Linked DNA regions of Triticum aestivum: region 2 is linked to region 1. A link is a contact called in public Hi-C data. All regions are on one chromosome and are shown on one strand. Each heading gives the region's core, a stretch centred on a gene start, on an enhancer-like site or on the middle of the called end of the contact. The rest is flanking DNA. Distances are from core to core; before and after follow the strand shown. Region 1 holds the start of LOC123148044 (probable xyloglucan endotransglucosylase/hydrolase protein 32). Region 2 has its middle 6.9 kb from the start of LOC123152055.

Region 1 (4,997 bases), core at 1,629-4,128:
CCTCTTCAGCGGGCAAAACATGATCAAGACCAAGACTCCATGGGTGTTAGATTCATTACTATGTAATCCAGATTATTAACTCTAGTGCAAGTGGGAGACTATTGGAAATATGCCCTAGAGGCAATAATAAAGTGGTTACTATTATATTTCCTTAATCATGATAAAGGTTTATTATTCATGCTATAATTTTATTGATCGGAACTTAAATACATGTGTGAATACATAAGCAAATTCCAAGTCCCTAATAAGCCTCTACTAGACTAGATCGTTGATCAAAAGATGGTTAAGGTTTCCTGACCATAGACATGAGTTGTCACTTGATAACAGGATCACATCATTATGAGAATGATATGATGGAGAAGACCCGTCCGTTAGCTTAGCATATGATCGTTCAGTTTATTGCTACTGATTTCTTAATGTCAAATACATATTCCTTCGACCATGAAATCATGCAACTCCCGGATACTGAAGGAATACCTTGTGTGCTATCAAACATCACTTCGTAACTGGGTGATCATATAGGTGCTCAACAGGTATCTCCGAAGGTATCTGTTGGGTTGGCGTGAATCGAGATTGGGATTTGTCAATCCGTATGACGAAGAGGTATCTCTGGTCCCTCTCGGTAATACATCATCACAAGAAACTTGCAAGCAAAGTGACTAAGGAGTTAGTTAAAAGATGATGTATTATGGAATGAGTAAAGAGACTTGCCGGTAACGAGATTGAACTAGGTATGCAGATACTGACGATCGAATCTTGGGCAAGTAACATACCGACAGACAAAGGGAACTACGTACGTTGTCATAAAGGTTTGACCGATAAAGATCTTCATAGAATATGTAGGAACCAATATGGGCATCCAGGTACCACTATTGGCTATTGACCGGAGAAGCGTCTCGGTCATGTCTACATCATTCTCCAACCCGTAGGGTCCGCACACTTAACGATATGGTACTATATATGAGTTATGTATGTTGGTGACCGAATGCTGTTCGGAGTTCCAGATGAGATCACAGACATGACGAGGAGCTTCGGAATGGTCCGGGGGTAAAGATTGATATATAGGATGAAGGTATTCGGGTTTCGGAAAGGTTTCAGAATGCACCGGATTACCATCGAAGTGCAGGAAGGGGTTCTGGTAGGTTATACCTACTTGGTGGGCCTCATGGGCCAAGGAGGGAGACGCACCAACCCACAAGGGGCCTGGGCGCGCTCCACCTCCCTTACCCGCGCGCCAGAAGGAAGGAGGGGCACCCTAGGGCAGCCGGCCCCCTTTCCTTCCCCCATGCACCAAATATGGAAGAGGGGGTGGGGGCGCCTAGGCAGGCACCTAGGGCAGCCGCCGGCCCCTTGGGGCACGCCCTAGGGCTACCTCTCCTTTCCCTCCACCTATATATATGAGAGGAGGGGAGGGGACGCCACACACCACGAATCCCCAAGCCGTGTGTCGGTGCCCCCTCCCCCTCTAGTTCGTCCTCCACTCTAAACTGTTGTGCTTGACAAAGCCCTGCGGAAAAGTTTCACCACTATCCTCACCACATCGGCGTGCTGCCGGAACTCATCTACTACTTCGTCTCTCTTGCTGGATCGAGAAGTCGAGGACATCATCGAGCTGAACGTGTGCTAAACGCGGAGGTGACGTACGTTCGGTGCTTGATCGGGACGGGTCATGAAGGTGTACGACTACATCAACCGCATTGATAAACGCTTCCGCTTAGTGATATACAAGGGTATGTAGATGCTCTCCCCTCTCGTAGCTATGCATCTCCATGGATAGATCTTGCGTGTGCGTAGATTTTTTTTGTTTTCCATGCAACGTTCCCCAACAGGTCTCACAATGACATCAACCTGCTATAGTGGTCTTCATTGTTTGCATGGTGTGTGCGGGAGAAGCTCCTCAGTGCAACTATACCATTGATGGTCATGACTAAAACATAAGCTATTTATCTTTGTGATGGTATTTATCCTACGTTGCCGACCTTCGTCAAGACCATATCTGATCCAAGAGGTGAGAAAAGATCTCTCTTTTTTTTCAAAGACAAGGAGTTAGAAAGGACGTCGGGAGGGCATTTGGAGTGCTTCAAGCCCATTTTTGATTGTTCATGGACCTACAAAAGTATGAGGTGCACAGATGTTCTACGAGCTGATGGCAGCTTGTGTGTTAATGCCCACCATGATTGTGGAGGATGAGGATGACGGAGTTTGCCACGGTTAGGAATTTGAGCAAATGGGTGATCCTATCTAACTTTCAGAGAAGAATCCGGTGACGTTTGAGGATTTTTTTTTCTTCCAAATATCAACAAATAACCATCGAGCAACTCATGAACAACTTCAGAATGATCTGGTTGAGTATTTGTGGGCACTTCGAGGGAGAGCTAAAAAACATGTCCGGATAAGTTGATTCAAAATTGAACTATTTTACTGGAAAACTTCATGTGTGAATTGTAATATTTATATTTAAATTATTGTGCATTGAAATATTTACACAACATGATTAGGGATGAATGTTGATATTTATCTTAAACTATTTTGAGTGCTTCAGATATAGGAAATGAACACGAGCGGACATTTGGTGCACCGTGTTCCATGGCCGCACAGCGTTGAAATTACCCTTGCATGCAAGCACTTTGGCTCTAGGTACTTGGCACTTGCCAAAGGCAGCATCCTTCGCCGGCAGGTCAGGTGAAACTGAGGTGAGAAGATGTGGTGGGTACCTAGAGGGTGCTTCCCTTCATCTTCCATGGATCCACCTGCATCCGCACATTTATCATTTACTCACGCTGCCTCATCACTACCCAACTCCCTCTCGTGTGAGTGGGCCAACTTGGTCGCTTCCTTTCTCTGTTCTCCTCCTATATATTGTCTCAACACGGACATACACTCTCCCCAAAGCAGCTCGCTTAGCTACCAAGTGTACTCTCTCTCTCTCCTCTCACCAGGAGGGAGCACCTAGCTCTAGCCAGCCAGCTCCGCGGAGCAACAATGGCCAGCGCCTCCTTGCTCCCGGCCATGGCGCTGCTGCTCCTGGCAATGGCGGTGGCCTCCTCCGACGCGCAGCCCTCCCCCGGCTACTACCCGAGCTCGAGGTTCAGGCCGGTGGTGTTCAACCGCGCGTACAGCAACAAGTGGGGCCCGCAGCACCAGACGCTCTCCGGCGACCATTCGGCCATCACCATCTGGCTCGACAAGACCTGCGGTACGTGCAATTTTTTTCTTCTTCTTTGCGCATCTCTGGAAAGACTGCCAATTGTTTTTAAAATTCAACCAGTAGTATAGTTTAGGTGCATGCATGCATGTATATTTGGCTCTTGTTTTTTTGGCAACAGTGTCACCGACGCACGTACTAGTACGTGAATTCACTGTTCAGGCCCGTGCTGTAGCGAAAGAGACGTCACTAGCGCCACGTTGAATCGTCGGTGTCACCTGTGTCGAATCTGAAGCACGGGCACAGTGCGTTTTCCCTTTTGGTAATGGAGGAGCCCCCGGCCTGTGCATCGCACGGCGATAAGCACAGTGCGGTTTGGGCCACCACGGACGTGGCAGCAGTGATAGATCACTGTTGTCTACTCTTATGCTGATCTATGGAGGGATTGATTTGCTGCTGCTTGATTATGTTGGTGAACATTCCCTCGCCTCACATCTGATCTGATCTATGCAGGTAGCGGGTTCAAGTCGAAGCATGCGTACAGGAACGGCTACTTCGCCACCCGCATCAAGCTCCCCGCCGGCTACACCGCCGGCACCAACACCGCCTTCTACGTAAGCACCATACACATATATTCTCTAGATAATGCAACGTTGATTAGTACTGGCAGTAACAGGTTAACTGATACGCGCGCGCAGCTGTCCAACAACGAGGCGCACCCCGGGTTCCACGACGAGATCGACATGGAGTTCCTGGGCACCATCCCCGGCGAGCCCTACACGCTGCAGACCAACGTGTACGTCCGCGGCAGCGGTGACGGGCGGATCATCGGGCGGGAGATGCGGTTCCACCTCTGGTTCGACCCCACCGCCGGCTTCCACACCTACGCCATCCTCTGGAACCCGGACGCCATCACCTTCTTCGTGGACGACGTGCCCGTCCGGCGGTACGAGCGCAAGACGGAGCTCACCTTCCCGGACCGCCCCATGTGGGCGTACGGCTCCATCTGGGACGCCTCCGACTGGGCCACCGACGACGGCCGGCACCGGGCCGACTACAGCTACCAGCCGTTCGTGGCGCGCTTCGACCGCTTCGTGGTCGCTGGGTGCGGGGCCGGCGCCCCGCCCTCGTGCCGCCCGGCCCGGGCGTCCCCCGCCGGCACGGGGCTCACGCGGCAGCAGTACGCGGCGATGCGGTGGGCGCAGCAGCGCCACATGGTCTACTACTACTGCCAGGACTTCCGGAGGGACCGCTCGCTCACGCCGGAGTGCTGAGGGATGGAGCCCGTGAACGGAACGGACGGTGGCGCGCGTGCCTTGGTTAATTTCGTCGTGTGTTTGCTTGCTATACTACGGCGCTCCTACCGCGAGCTCCTCCTACCTACACTTTGCTTCTTCTTTTTGGTTTGGATCTCAGAGAGTAAAGGGTGTGGCTGCCCTACCGCTGCTGCCTGCCTGCGTGTGGCTGAGCATGAGCTAGGCCGGTGGTTGAGGCGTTGGTCGTTGGCATATTGCCAAAAAGGGTCCCGTGTCTTTCCATCTCTTTCGTTTTGGTTGGTGCCTACTTTTCGTTTCACATGTATGTATGCCCCGAAGGGGCAAAGGCGCATGATTCATGGCATACTATCATTCATGCCCACTGTAATGCAGAGTACTCTAATATGTTCTCCATATTTGTGATTTATGTATACTATTGCTTCAAGACATGGCTTGATCGAGGCCGAGGCCGGCGCGTGTAGGCGCGGACAGGCGTTAGAATAATCTGAGGTGTATGTCGATTCGTCAAAGACAAGCAATCACATTATGACTTTGTCCTGAAATGGCAGGCAATTGCGCTCAGAGTAAGATGGAAA
Region 2 (5,519 bases), core at 1,883-4,382, 110 kb before region 1:
GTAGTTTGCATGGGTTTGTATGAATTTGGATGCAGACATATAGAAGACGTGGTTGTGGAGTGGGACAAATGAAATCTGCCCGGTCACTTCCAGCAGGCCGCGTCCATGAACATATAGGGTATCAAATTAGAGAGGTTGTAGATGCTCTGAAAGTAGTAATATAGACTAATGTTATATAGATCATACTAGTCTAAAGGAGACTCCAACAGGCCGACACAAGCAGACAGGAAATGCGTTTGTGTTTTGTTCATTTGAGTGGCCAGGCAGACACCAAAAGTCCGCCCGTGTCCGCCAGCCTGCATTTTATAGGACAAATGTTTACTACCACCAGTACTACTTACCACTGCTTGTGTTTTGTATATGTTGTATGTAGTATTTATCAAATTAAAAGTATGTACATATAGTATGTAGTATATAAAAATATTTAGGTAGTATATATACTATTTTTTTGCTAATATGTATCGTAGTTTGAGTATGATCTTTTTTACGTACAACTATGTACGTATTTCATAAATATAATAAAAATCATGGGTCAACTTGTGATTTTTTTATATAACTCGCTTTGAATTATCTTATATATTATGAAAATATTTCTAATAATAAAATAGTATATATACTACTATATGATAATGTATGAGACATTTGGGGTAACTATCCCTAGGTGGAAGGATATACTGCCACCAAAATTCTGTTCATTAAAATAAATTAAACTGAGAAAACTATATCTACAGCTTGTGGTCCTTGTCTTCGTCCTCGTCGCTGATGAGGTCAATGGCTCAATGGACACCAGAGGTGACCATTGATATGTCCACGCTCCTGGTGCAGTGACCAGGCCCACTGGCGTAGCTGGCGCCACCTATTGCTCCTCCTCCGGCTTGGCCATGCACGGGAACGTGGAAGCCCACGTCCACGACTACCCCACTACCCCTTGTAGTGGCCACGACATCGGCCGCGACACGAGCACAGGGTCGGCGCCCTCCACCGCCAATGTGTGGACCGCCAGTGGCAGGTCAGGCCACTGTGCGAGCTTGGCCAGCTCAGAGGCCCTGAGGGCCTGCTTGAGGGCCTCATCCTACTCGTAGTCCTCCTTCTTCATCACGGGCGGCTTTGTGCGCTGGACCATGTGTGCATGAGCGGCGAAGCATGCCCGACGCATTGGTCGTACTCGTCGTAGAACTATGTATCCGAGTGGGGTGAGTCCTTGGCAAACGTTGGTCGTGGTGGAGGTCGTCGAGGAGTAGATCGCGGCGGCAACAGAGGTCCCCCGCGTGCGCGCCGCCAGAGACCACAATGACAAGCACTAGAACCCTGTCCAGGTTCAAATGTCATTGACGGTGGGCGATGGAGGTGGACTAGGGTTTGACCATTGGTGGTAGGGGAGAGGAGTGAGCATGGATAGGTGGATCCGCCGCACACGTGGCATTTTAAAAAACTAGCTCATGGTCGTTGGGCGGCTGCCGCATGGGTCCGGGCAAGCACCGAATGGACGTGCGACGCGTTCATCTCCTGTGTGTATATATGCAAACTCGTCCCAAATTTGAGGCGGATTTGCATCTACACAGACACGAAACAGACAAAATGATCAAATGTGTCACCGCGGGCTTCTGTCTGCGCAGACCCAAACGAACGCGAGCAAACGAAATGCGTCCCGGCATTAGAGTTACCCTAAGAGCATCTACAGCCGTTGGCGCGTCCGCCGACACTGACCGGTCACGCCTCAAATAATGCAATCCACATCCAGGCACATCAATTATCATATCTCAAATTCATATAAACTCATGCAATGCAACTACGTCGATGCGTTACACACATCATCCAACTACTCCATCACTATGACCATGCCATCGGACTACCCAAATTTGGCATGCTTGGTTATGATGGAGATCATCCAGGGCTGCCCTTGCCCTTCCCAACACCCTTGTCGTCATTCTCATGGAAGTACCGGTTGAAGACGCAGTAGGGATCGAGTCGGGTCTGCTCGTCGCCGGAGCTGTCCTTGTCGTCGCATTCCTCCTGCTACTCCTTCGGTGGCAGTCCGGCCATGGCACGGACTGCCCGATTCTGCTTCGGGTGAGGGCGCACGTGTTCTTCCTCTGTTGTTTCTTCACAATGCGGGCGCTGATGGCTTCCTCCTCTGCGGTCGCCTGTGCTGCCGCATCAGCCACCTCTGCTGCCGCCATTTCCACCATGATACCGGCGTCGGCGGCCCTTATCCTCTCCTTCCCACGACGAGTTGCCCGTTCCCGGTGAGACTCAAAGTCTGCCCGACCGGTGATGGGGAAGGAGAGATTTTCCGACTACCGGGACCGCGATGATCCAGCCCTAGAGGACCCGAGCTCCCGTTGAGCCGACGCTATGGAATCACGCCGGACATATCCGTCCGTCGGCCTGGCGCTGTCCTGCTGGCAGCGGCAGAGTGCAATACGGACCGACATTGCCTCCTCCACCCCGCACAAGATGACACGTAAGTCGACGGATCCGAATTGGTCAGAGTCAGATCCGCTGCACGCCATGCCGAAGATGGCGAAAAATCACCGCGGGTGAGCTCGAGTGACGGAGGGAATGGAAGGAAGAGGCGAGTGAAGTGGCTAAGGTTTGGCCCGCGAGTGGATGGGGATGAATATATGTAGGGTCATGTGGGCCCGCATTGACCAGTTCGACGTGACGGATGCGTGCGTGTGCGCCCAAACGCCTTATATCCGTCCTATATTTAGGCTGGATATGAGGGATGTCGGTCAATCCAGACGTTTGAGGCCTGTTTAAGATGTTCGTCTGAATCAAAATTTCGTGACCGGTCAGTGGCCGAACAGACTGCCTAGATGTTTGAGAAGGGGTCGGGGCATCCGGCTCTAGGTTACTCCCGAAGATGACTAGCCTCAGATTCAGCGTGTAAAAATTTCACCCGAACGGTGAAAGATCAGCACAGAGCCCAAGAGCTCAAGCGACGAATCATGTAAATAGTGCGCTGCGACAGGCTCCTGATTACGTCCATTGTGGTCGGTCGAGTACTGCACAAAATCATACTCCTCCTCCTATCTCCAATTCCGCACTAATAATTGTACACTGTTGAAAGATACGGTCCGCTCTACGCAGAGGCCCGAACATGCATGCTCCATCGGCGGGGGTCGACGTCAGTGTGTACACGCCCGGGAGTCGCAATTCCGAGCTCAGAGAACATGGCGGGTTGTCTGTGGAAGCTGATCCACACAAGGAATTAACAATCATTGCATGCTCCGAATAATCAGAGCGGGCAAGCGTCAACCGACAGTATGAAAGCGATCCATCTCGATGGTCGCAGGAGTAACGCCAAAACACCTCACATGCATGCACGCACGGAAAGCACGTATGGGAGCACAGGACGAGGCTCAGTTTAGGGCAATTATCTCGGCACAAACAAGCTGCACTTGCCATGGAAAAGCACACTTTTTCCTGCTCTGACTCTAGGGCAAACATGTACCGTGTGTATGGAGTGTGAAGGAGTTGTTTGGTTTGTGACTAACTTTGCCAAAGGTTACAACACCTAAGATTAAGCAAATCTGATCATCTTAGATGAGTGTTCGATTCAAGTCACACTTTAGCTATATTCTGCTTCTTTCTAAACTTTCAAGGGTCCATATGAGCAGAGGCCGTGCCAAATTGTGCATGTGTTTGGCCGCGAGGCCTTGGGGAAGGAGGAAAGATTGTTTTTTTTTTTGTTTTTTTGCAGGGATCAGTATTTGGCGGAAATGTTGGACTTGGCCTCACGTGTACAGTCCATGTCCATGCATACACACACTGTGCTAAAGCTCACACACACTGTGCCGCATTTCTTTAGTTCATTCAAGTGGGGCCCCGGTTTGGTAGATGCACATAACTTCTATGCACCCATATGCTGTACGTAAGGGTAGTGGTACATGTATGATTAATTGTTTCTTTGGCTATTTCGATCTAGCTTTCCAGTTGGATTCTGCTTATCTCGTGTTGTATTGCTCCTCCGATGGGCCACGTACGTACGCACCGACGCGCCGGTGCATGTGGGATGTCTGGCGTATCCTCGCGTGCAACGCAGATAATATTGGGTGTTCATTGCGAAATGCGCCGTACGACCCCAAATGGGGAGTGGTTGTTGTGTTGTTGCAACTTGGTGACGTCGACCACAAGCAATGCGTACGTAATGCGAGTGAGATTCCCTGGACAAAGTAAAGGCATTGCCAGAGTGTTTTCACGAGGGAGTTGACACTCCTTCCACCGAGAGGAAAATATGTCCTTTGAAATAATCTGAAATTACTCCCTCATTCATTTTTATATAAGTCGTTCCATACAACTGAAAATAGACTGATTTACATGTTATCTACAATATCTTCAGGACTTATAAAAGTAAACAGAGAAAGTATCATTTTGTTAAAGGACTAATCCCTTAATGGATAATAAGAGCAACTTCAATGGGGCGACCCGTTTCGTCCACTGGCGTTCGTTTGGGTCGGCATAGACACAAAAGTCGGCCCAATGCGCCGACCCAAACGGACGCGCGTCCGCTTCCTGTCCGCCTGCCGGCCCCCCATTGTCGAGCCGGATTTGCGTCGGCGCGGATACGAGACGTATGCGCGTGCGCCTACTCCTCTTTCCGGGCCCGCCGGTCGGTGGTAGGAGCCACCATTCCCCCCATTTTCCTCAAAAACGTCCCGCCCGCACGCTCCCGCCCCACTACTCAAGTCTCACCCTTTCTGTGTGCTGGCAAATGCACCAGCATTAACTGTGGTGATATTTTCTGAAGCCGGCATTGTATGTCGACGCTGGCATGGTGCCGGCATGATGAGACATGGCCGCTGACATGACCGGCCGCGAACCTTTTTAAAAAGAAAATTGATGCAGACGTGAAATGGGTCGGCGCATTGGGAGCATTTTCGACCCAAATGCAAAACTGAACGGACGCCGGGTGGGCGGCCGATCCAAAAAAACAAAAAGCGAACAAATACGCCGCCCGTTTGGGTCGGCCCGCTGTTGCTCTAATAAAACAACTTCTTTTCTGCCCGTATATGTGTGATGTGCTCTGCTTTGACTCGTTTTGCCGGGATTCAGGCATGCAATTAGCTACCAGTGACGACTAATCCACGTACCGGACCCAACAGCGACAGGCGTCCCGTAGGCGTAGCCCTAACATGGTACGCATGCGCTTTGAGACCACACACACCACACCTTCTCCAAAAGCCAGTTCTTCCAATGATGCCGACACCGGCTATTCCCTGGCCTGGACGCATGATGATTGACGAGCTATGAATTACCACTCCAAAACCCTATTTTCAATTATTGCCGCTAGCAGTGCTGTGCTGCCTCTGTTTGACTGCTCCTTCCACAAGTAGTAGTGATGATGCAAAACAAATAAAAACTGACGAAAACGCGTAGCATGGGCTCACCGGCGCGTTTGGAAGTGGAGAGGAGACTAACAGATGAGTAACTCCAGCCACGTACGCAGAAGGATCACTTAATGGCGAGTCCCAAAGCTGTCTCACGCACCTTCACTCAAGAAACGGAAGCACGGA

The links. Hi-C and Micro-C count contacts between places; a contact is called where the count stands out from the background.
Region 2: a contact with region 1 is called in a Hi-C map of leaf, with 6 times the contacts expected there. The contact joins the enhancer-like site here to the promoter of LOC123148044 in region 1. A contact is called at or near these places in 3 of 5 Hi-C or Micro-C datasets (leaf and root).

The regions. Positions count from the first base shown.
Region 1 is chr7A:541,519,360-541,524,356 of IWGSC CS RefSeq v2.1, reverse strand. It overlaps LOC123148044 (probable xyloglucan endotransglucosylase/hydrolase protein 32), which reads left to right and starts at 2,878. Exons shown (of 3, transcript XM_044567400.1): 1 at 2,878-3,196; 2 at 3,659-3,759; 3 at 3,844-4,846. The coding sequence starts at 2,983. The coding sequence ends at 4,419.
Region 2 is chr7A:541,630,589-541,636,107 of IWGSC CS RefSeq v2.1, reverse strand. No RefSeq gene overlaps it. Among protein-coding and RNA genes, the nearest start is that of LOC123152055, 6.9 kb to the left of the region's middle. Within about 2 kb of position 3,132, at least 6 of the 8 cell types and tissues checked have an H3K27ac peak or open chromatin away from gene starts, as enhancers often do. A contact at or near this core is called in leaf, where this site is marked.